2 separate regions of the Manis pentadactyla genome follow, and region 2 is linked to region 1. Evidence: chromatin contacts called from public Hi-C data. All regions are on one chromosome and are shown on one strand. Each heading gives the region's core, a stretch centred on a gene start, on an enhancer-like site or on the middle of the called end of the contact. The rest is flanking DNA. Distances are from core to core; before and after follow the strand shown. Region 1 holds the start of LOC130679583. Region 2 holds the start of FLNB (filamin B).

What was found. Hi-C and Micro-C count contacts between places; a contact is called where the count stands out from the background.
Region 2: a contact with region 1 is called in a Hi-C map of skin fibroblasts, with 6 times the contacts expected there. The contact joins the promoter of FLNB here to the promoter of LOC130679583 in region 1. A contact is called at or near these places in 2 of 3 Hi-C or Micro-C datasets (fibroblasts and skin fibroblasts).

The regions. Positions count from the first base shown.
Region 1 is chr1:229,693,744-229,698,076 of mManPen7.hap1, forward strand. It overlaps LOC130679583, which reads right to left and starts at 2,069. Exons shown (of 3, transcript XM_057488795.1): 1 at 1,130-2,069. The coding sequence starts at 2,069.
Region 2 is chr1:229,826,230-229,830,562 of mManPen7.hap1, forward strand. It overlaps FLNB (filamin B), which reads right to left and starts at 2,000. Exons shown (of 46, transcript XM_057508301.1): 1 at 1,517-2,000. The coding sequence starts at 1,808.

The DNA of each region.
Region 1 (4,333 bases), core at 819-3,318:
AGGGCACGTGCGGGGTCTGAATGTGCACACGGGGCATCAGGCCCTGAGGAGCACACGTGACTCAGGGCTCCGAGCCAACGTGCCCTCCCCAGCAGGCCTTCCCCGACCACCGGCCTACCAGAGCAGCCCCTCAGCCCCCATCTCCTCCCGACATAGGTCTCTTTGCAGCCCCGACACTCAAGTGTGGTCCATGGGCCAGTGGGAGCTGGTGAGAATGCAGAATCTGCCCCCCATCTCTGGCCTTACCTGCTAGACCAGAACCTACATTTCAGCAGGATTCCCCAGGCGGTTCCCGAGCACAGTAAAGATCGCAAAGCTCGGTAGCAAAACTCATTATTGTTGTTGGTCCTCTGTGAGGGCCTGTGTCTGTCCTGTTCTCTGCTGTATCCCCAGGGACAGGAAGTGCCTGACACGTAGCAGGTGCTCAATGAACGCTTGTGGAATGAATGAATGAATGAATGAATGAACGAACCAGAATCCAAACCCGGGCCTCCTAATTTCACACTGAGCCCCTCTCCTGTGCTTGCACATCACTCTCTCTTTGGGGGCAGAGCTGACACTCAGCAACTCCAGGCCTCCCCGAAGGGCTGGCCTGAACAAAAATGTCACATGGCCAACCAACGAATGTCTGTCCCAGCCATCTCAGGGGGCTTTGTGAGGAAAATACCTGTTCAAGGTGCCTTCCCATCTGATTTCCCCCAAACTCAGTGACACAGAAAGGCAGGTACTAGCATATCCCTGTATTTCACATGTTGGGCTCACTCAACTCAATAGTGGTGGAGTCAGGATTCGAACTCACACTTCCTGTCAAATCAAGGCCTTATTCCCCAGCACATGTTCCTTCATTTCTTCATTTGCTCATTCATTCCGCTGTCATTGAGTGCCAATCCCAAGCTGGCAGCTGGGAGAACATTCATAAGGTTAACTAAGAAGTCCTAGAATGCAAAGGGCTGGCCAGACCACACAGGTATGCACAGAATGGTGACACAGTGGGCACAGTGCTTTTGTGGACTTAAAAAGCTGCGAAGCACAAAGGTGGACTCGAATCTACCTGGAGGACTCTAGGAAGACTTCCCAGAGGCGGTGACATGTCAAAGTTAGGCAGAGGGAGGCAGTCCGGTCTCTCTGCCAAGGCCCGGAGTGTGAAGGTATGTGGCCTGCTCCGAGAGGGGTGGGCCGGAGGGACACGCTGGTGGGTGAGGGCTGACGGAGGACAGGGCCCAGGAGGGAGGCCAGGCCTGCCTGCAAAGGCCTGCCATGGCAGGAGAGGGGTGGCCCTTACCCACGTGCCGGCTGTACTCCCAGGAAGACAGGACGGGGTACAGAAACTTCTCCGGCTCCTGCCGGTGCTGCTCACAGAGGTAGGTGGCGCGGCCTAGGCTGTCGTGGGAGATGCCGCGGAAGGGCAGCTGCAGGGGGCACGGGGGCACCTGTCTCATTCCGAAGGCCTCCGCTTTGGTCTGGCCTGCAGGCCCCCAGCTGCTCTTTGGGCCTCCAAGACTGTCTCCCTTGCGTGGGGGGCCCTGGGCACCCAGTCCCCTGGACAGCAGACCTGTCTGCCCGGCCTGGATGCCCTTGTGGGCGGGGGAGTCGGTGGCCTGGCCCCACTCCCACGGCTGCCTGAAGGGGGGCCGCTGCCTGGGCTGGGGCCCCGCCTGCGGGGACTCAGGGCCACGGTTGATCTTCCAGGTGACCGGGCGGCGGTCTCCTTCTGGATGTGCCCCTGCCGGCAGGCTCTGCTCCAGGAGGTGAGCAGGTCCCCCTGGCAGGAGGAAACATCCCCCCGCTGCTCTGCGGCCTGCTGGCGCTGCTGGTACTGCTGGCGGCTGGTGTCCACGGATGCCGCAGCCGGTGAGGGCCGGGTGGCCAAGGCCCTGCTGGAGAGGAGAGGCTCCGCTGCTCAGGGGACTCGGGACCACCCAGAGGCAGCAGGGCAGACCCGGCTGGGAAAAGGGGCAAAGGGGGCCATAGCCCACCCCGGGTGCCTGGAAGGGGGGCTGTATCCTGCCCAGGACCCAGGCCTTTCCCCTCCCACCCACACGGTCCAGGGCCAGTGCACAGGGTGCCATAGACTCCATTCCCTTCAGCAAACCCCATGCACACCCACTGCATGCCAGGCACCAAAGAGGTCCAAAGAGAAGCCTAGTCCCTGGCTCAGGAAGCTCTGGACACATGGCTGAGGGCTCGTCACAGAGGCTCTGGACCCCATTTCCTCAGACACAGCTCTGCCACTCGGGGCTGCACGGCCTGCTCTGTACAAAGGGCTGATAGTGGGAGCCACTCGTAATGTTGAGAGAATGCCCGCTGTGTAACACCTGGGGACATACCTGGCACAAAGGAAGCCCTCCGTACATGCCATATGCCGCTTAACAAGGGCTCCAGCTGCGGTGCTGAGCTCCCGGTGCCGCCAGCCACCCTCCTGAGCGCCGGCAGCTCTCAGAACCTCCTTTTCAGGTGGGGGAATGGAGCCTTGAAGAAATGATGTGCCCGCCCCAGGGCATGGCGCTGGTATGTGGGTGCCTACTCTGCCAGGCCCTGGGCGATCGCACTTAATCCTCACAGCGACTTATTAATGGGATCTCTTAACACTTCTTCTGATGAGGAAACAGGCTTAGCAACGTGAAATGGTCACACTGGGCTTGAACCCCAAACCCACATCTGTGTGTTGCAGACACAGAACTCTCGGCAGAATGTGAAGCATCACGAGAGAGGCCCAGCAGGGCCGGGCACAGGAGGGCCCGCAGTCGCCATCAAGTCCAGATCCCCCCACCGTCAGCCTCCCTGACCAGGGCCCTCCAGGGCTGAGCACCAGTGAGGAGGAGGCTGCCCACAGTGCCTGGGGCCCCTCACCTGTGCATCTCTGCTGGGGGTGCTCACTTCTTCATTCAAGGGACATCCATTTGCTCTTGACCCTGTGCCAGGCACCGAGCCAGGTATCAAAGGTAGATGAGGATGGACAGAGCCACATGTTTCCTGCCCTCAGAGTTTCATAGTCCAAAAGGGGAGGCAGACTCATAACCAGGGAGTCAGGGGGATAGTCTGGGAAGGCTACCTGGAAGAGGTGCCCATTGATGGAGACCTGAACTATGAATACAAGTCAGCCCGGCAAAGATTGCGGGGTGAGTGCTGCAGACTGGAAGCCCCAGTGTGAAAGGATGGACAGACTGCCCTCCATGCCTCAGCCTTCTCGGCTGAAAATGAGGGCTATGAAGAAGTTTGGGAAATTGGGGAGCATTGAGTGTCAGCTGGCTAAGTGGACAGCCTGGTGTATCTCCTTTGTAGCAGTCACTGTGGTCACTGACAGACTGTTCTCCTCCCTGACCCAGACTGTCCCCACCCCAGAGGGTAAGTCCACGTGCCATGAGCACGAGGGGGCATAGGTGGGTGTCCCCCTTCTTGGGCTTCAGGGGCCACCAGCTGCATGGGCCTCCTCAGTGCCGAATTCCTTGGGCCAAAGGAAGACCCAGGTGATCACCACAGTGACGGCAGACCAGGCCCGGAGGCGGGGTGGGCAGGCTCCCCCAAGAGGGGTTGGTGGGAGGGTGCAGAGAGGCACCCTCAGAGTACTGCCTTCCAAGTCAGCCACCAGCCCACCTGGATTCCGAGCAGCCACCCTGTGCCAGGCCTTGGGGTGCAGTGCAGGGCAGCAGGGCCCCCTTCCTAAACTCAGGCCTTCTGGGTTGTGACCATTAATCACTATGTGTGTGACTTGACCTCTTCACCTTTCTGAGTCCTGGCAAACTCCTCGTAAAAAAAGGGGGTAAACTTCAATCTCAGTGCCCAGCATCAGTGTAACTTATGAGGATACTTACAGTAGATTTATCAATTCATTAAAAGCCTACCCAAAACCTTCGAGAAGGTACAGGGGCAGCCTAGGCCTGTGATAAAGGAGGGGTCACTGAAGCCCACAAAGCAGGGGAGGCTGGGATGTGGGGTGGGGCCCTCACCCCACCCTCCCCACCGCACCAACTCACTGAGCTCTCTGCCCACCTTTCTGGCCATGGCCCCTGGCCCTGCACGACCCACCTTGCTTGGAGTACTGTCCTTGGTCTACCCCATCCATGCCCACTGAGGATGCCCCGCCTCAGCCCCCAGTTCAGACTCTGTCCATAAGGCCAAGTGCCACTCCTATTTGTACTGATTTGTCCTTAAAGTAGCCCCTGCTGGATTTAAGTTGTCTGTGCAGAAAAATCCTCAGCGATCTTACACCAGTAATAGTAGTTTGCAAACCCTTACCATGTGATACGCTCTTTACATGCATTTTGTCAGTTAATCTTCAGAACACCGTATGGGGTAGGTCCTGCTTAGATTAGATTGGAGAGAAAACAGAGGC
Region 2 (4,333 bases), core at 750-3,249, 130 kb after region 1:
ATTTCGAGGTTCTCCTTTACCAATCGCAGGACACAGGCCCCAAAAAGACGACAACAGCATGCCACGCGGCGGCTTCCCTCTGCAGAGAAGCCACCCTTGATGGGCAGGCTGCTTGGGCTGGGGAAGCAGGAAGCAGCCCCACCTGCCAGGACAGGTGTGGGGGAAGGCGAGGGAGTGCGAGGAGCAGACTCAGCCCTGAGGGAAACTCCTTAAGGCTGGAGAAAGTCCGAGCCGCCCCACCCACCACCCTTTCTTCCCTTAGCAGAGGTGGCCGCTCTAAGGCCTGCCTGGTTTCTCTAGGAAGAGACCCCAGACCCAGGCCCGGGCCCGCTCCTCTCTGCCAAGACACTCGCCCGGCAGAACACACGCATACGTTCCCTGCATTCCTACGCTGTGTACACTCACACACTCTTTGCACAGGTGTATGCTCTATACACACATGCTGTGTATACACGCTCGCTACACACATGCAGAGTGCACACCCCATTGCCCCCAGGGTCACAGCCCACACCCTCAGCTGACTTGTGACCTTCCAGGAAGCCCCCAACTAGCTCAGGTCATGGTGGGCACTTGACCTTCATTCTTTCCCCCAGATCGGGAGGAAAGAAACGCAGCACCAGCTCCCCCTCCTCTCAGGAAGACCCCGGTGTGGGGCATGCGGGGGAGGAAGGCAAAGTCTCCTCTAATTGTCACCCACTTCCTTCAGTTCTCAGCTGGACCCTCGCTACTTCCATGACCTTGGGCAAATCAGTTAACCCTCCGGACCCCTTTGTAAAATGAGTCAAAACGACACCCCAGTTCGCGGGATGTGTAAAGACCCAGCTAACTTCGAAGGCTATCGACCCGAGCGCGCACCAACCAGTCTGCTCCCCACGAGACGAGAGTTACTATTACCGCCTCTCCGATGTAATAACATCAACGGCGCGCGGGGCCAGAACTGAGGGCGACGACACACCCCCGCGGCTACCCTTCCCATCTCGGGGCCCACACCCTTTCGAAGATGCAGGGCAGGGTCCCGGGTCCCCGTCTCCACCTGGGCGGCAGGCCCCAAGCTCAGAGAACGGTCCCTCCCCAGGTAGCCCCGCCTGGCCTGGGCGCAGCTGGGCGAGCGCTCCGGGGAGCACCGACCGGGCCCCACCCGGGGACGGCGGATCTGTTTCCAGTCCCCCAGCTCCCGCAGGGGGACCCCCTCCCCGGGGCAGAAAAACGGCACAGCCCCACCGGTCCGCGTGCGGCCCCAACCCAAGCCCTCAACCCACAGCCCCTCAGAGACGCACTGCCGGGGGCGCACGACGGGAGGCTATCGCACAAGGACCCAGCCCAGCGGACCGCACCGGGGAGGGAGTCTAGGACCCCAGCCCCTCGGGACGCCGCCCCCGCGGCCTCGGCACCCACACCCAGCACGCGGATGCTGGGCGTGGTGGGGGTGCGCGGTAGGGACCCCCGGCCTTCCACAGGGGCGCGAGCGCGGGAACGGGACGGTGCACCTCCGGCGCCGGCCGGCCAAAGCACTCACCGATGGACACGAGCTTGATGCTCTCACGGTCCAGGAACTCGAGCGCCACCGACACATTCTCGAGCTGCATCTGGCGGAAGGTGGGCCGCTGGTGGTACTTGCGGTACATGCGCTTCTGACTGAGCACCTCGAGCAGCGCGATGAGGCGCAGCCCATCGCTCAGGTCGGTCTGCAGGTTCCCGATGCGTTTGTTCACGCACTTGAGGTGCTCGTTGCACCAACGCGTGAACGTGTTCTGTTGAATCTTCTTCCACGGCGCGTCCTCCGCCAGGTCCTTCTCGGTTACCGGCATCCTGACAGCAGGAAGAGCGCAGTGCGCAGCGAGCTGCCGGGGACTGGCGTCGGGAGGCCCAAGGGCCCGGGGAGCGAGAGCCGAAGCGGAGCGGGAGCGGGAATCGAACTTACTGCCACCGAAGCCGCGACCGGCGCTGCTCTGCGACCGCAGCTGCTCTGCGACCGCCTGTCCCTGGCCGCGCGCGGCGTCTGGCCCCGCGCCTGCGCACTGGGCCGACCCGCCCCCGAAGCCCCGCCCCGTCCCTAGGCCCGGGCGGGAGTTCCCGGGCCACGCTCGCCCCCTGCCGCCCGAAGAGGGCCTGCGCCCCGCGGCCTCCAGGGCTTCTCGGGTTCCGCGCTCTGCGCCCACCGCCCAGTGAAAAGGAAGCCAGGAGAGAGACGTCGAGTTAGTTACTTAAGAGAAGGCCACCTGGTCCTGGACCGAGGGGAGCTGCACAGAATGGGCGGCGACGGCGATGAGGGTCATGGGGAAGGGCCAGCGGCGGGGGGTCTCCGTCACCCTGCAGGTTCTGTGTGCCAGGCCCTGGAGGACACCAATGAAGGAAACCAGCATTATACCCCTCATCTTAATTAATCTCATATGAATTTTAATATTAGCATTCATAGCATTTATTGAGTGCCTACTGTGTGCCAGGTCCTTTTGGCACCTGTGAACCAGTAGTGAAAAAGACAAACTTATTCCTTAACTAATTCTGTTGTAACAAATTACCAAAATGTCCTTTAAAAAAAAAACCCTCTTATGTGTTATCTTGCAGTTCTCTAGCTTACACATCCCTAAGGGGTCTCCCTGAGCTAAAATCAAGGTATTGGCAGGATGTATTCCTTTCTGGAGGCTCTGGGGAAAAATCCGTTTCCTGGCCTTTTCCAACTTCTAGAAGCTTCCCACATTCCTTGGCTGTGGCCTCTTCCTCCATCTTCAAAGCCAGCAAAGTCAGGCCAAGTCTTTCTCACACCATCATCCCTCTGGTTATCCACAGTCACATCAATTGGTTATTCCAGGATATTTCAAGTCAGATGATAAGAAACCTTAATCCCACCTGCCACTGTGATTCCCCTTTGCCCTATAAAGTAATATTCACAGGTTCTGGGAATTAGGGTGTTGACATCTTCGGGGACCATTATTCTGGCTACAACAGCATGTATTGTGCACCTGCTCTGTACTTAATGCTGGGATACAGCAGAGACGCGGAGCAGACCTCTGGTGTCAAGAATAATTTTAAGAGTAGTGGCTAGCATTTCCTGAGTACCTGCTCTGGCCCAGTACCAGAGCTATGCTAAGCAGTGTCCTTGCTATTGACCCCATTGGACAAGAGTATTCTGAGAGTTAAGTGACTTGCTCAGGGCACACAGCACAAACAGGACTGGAGTCCAGGTCTGTAAGAGAAGCACAGGGCTCAAAAGGGAACACCTCCCCCAGGCTTGGGGCAGGGGCTCAGGGCAGGCACACTTCCTGAGTGGAGAGGGGTTTAGCAGGATGGAGGTCAAAGGCTTCCAGCCTGAGGGTTGGCCAGGAGAAGCCACTAGATTTGTGGTTATAGCATTCTGTAGTGGTCATTTGCATATAATGCTGAAGTTCTTTGTTTACACAGATTGCCTCACTCACTAGGGAGAAAGTGCATTACCTGGTCCTGGCCCAAAGTAGGGACTCAATAACTATTCAAAGGCCCATTCCTGTCCTTAGTGATTAAGTGAAGAGATTTGCTGCAGGTCAGCTGGTAAGGACTAGACTAAGCTGGGGTTGAACCCGGGTCTGACTCTAAAGTCGGCGTTATGCCTAAGGGCTCCCATACTGTTACCAGCCTGTGCCTTGCCTCTGTCCACACAATCTGAGCAACAGATTCACTAGAGGCAAGGCTGGTGACCTTTGCCTCCCCCATGCCCAAGCGCCCTGGTGTGCTTTCCTACACCCAACCTCCTCCATCAAAACTTACCGGCCAGAGCCTCACTCCCAGGGAGACTCCTACCTGCTGGGTGACACTGGAGCTAAGGTGGTCAACTTGGCTCAGTCAGCAGCTGCTGCTGTGCTAAGCTCTCCCTTTCTTATATTTCTGTTTTCACCAGGCCTTGACACAAATAACTCAGTTCTGCATGTAAATACCCATTCCACTTCACTTTGAGCATTCCTGTCTTACAGTGAGTTGGGTAACTCTCCATCTTATCAAAAGAAGCCTAGTTCTCTAGGGGGCAATTTATGGGGGGAGGGGTGTCAAGGGGACTTAATAACCATGGTGGAGGAGGGTGGCCAGTGGCCTCAGAGACGAAGAGAGGAATCAGACAAGTCTTCAGATGGCTCTTTATCAATATTTGATAAAACGTGAGGGCCAAATTACTCAAAGTAGGCGTTTCTGCAGAGAGCATTTTAGCCAAAGCCTTCCACAGTTTTGCCTGACAAGGCCTCCATGTAAAAAAACATTCATTCCTGTGTTCTAAATTTTATCTTAGGCTTTCCTATCTCTTGGTAGAACTGCCCAGAGTGGAAGGGTGTAGAGACGCCAAGAGCCTCGGCTTTGGGGTGAATTCTCA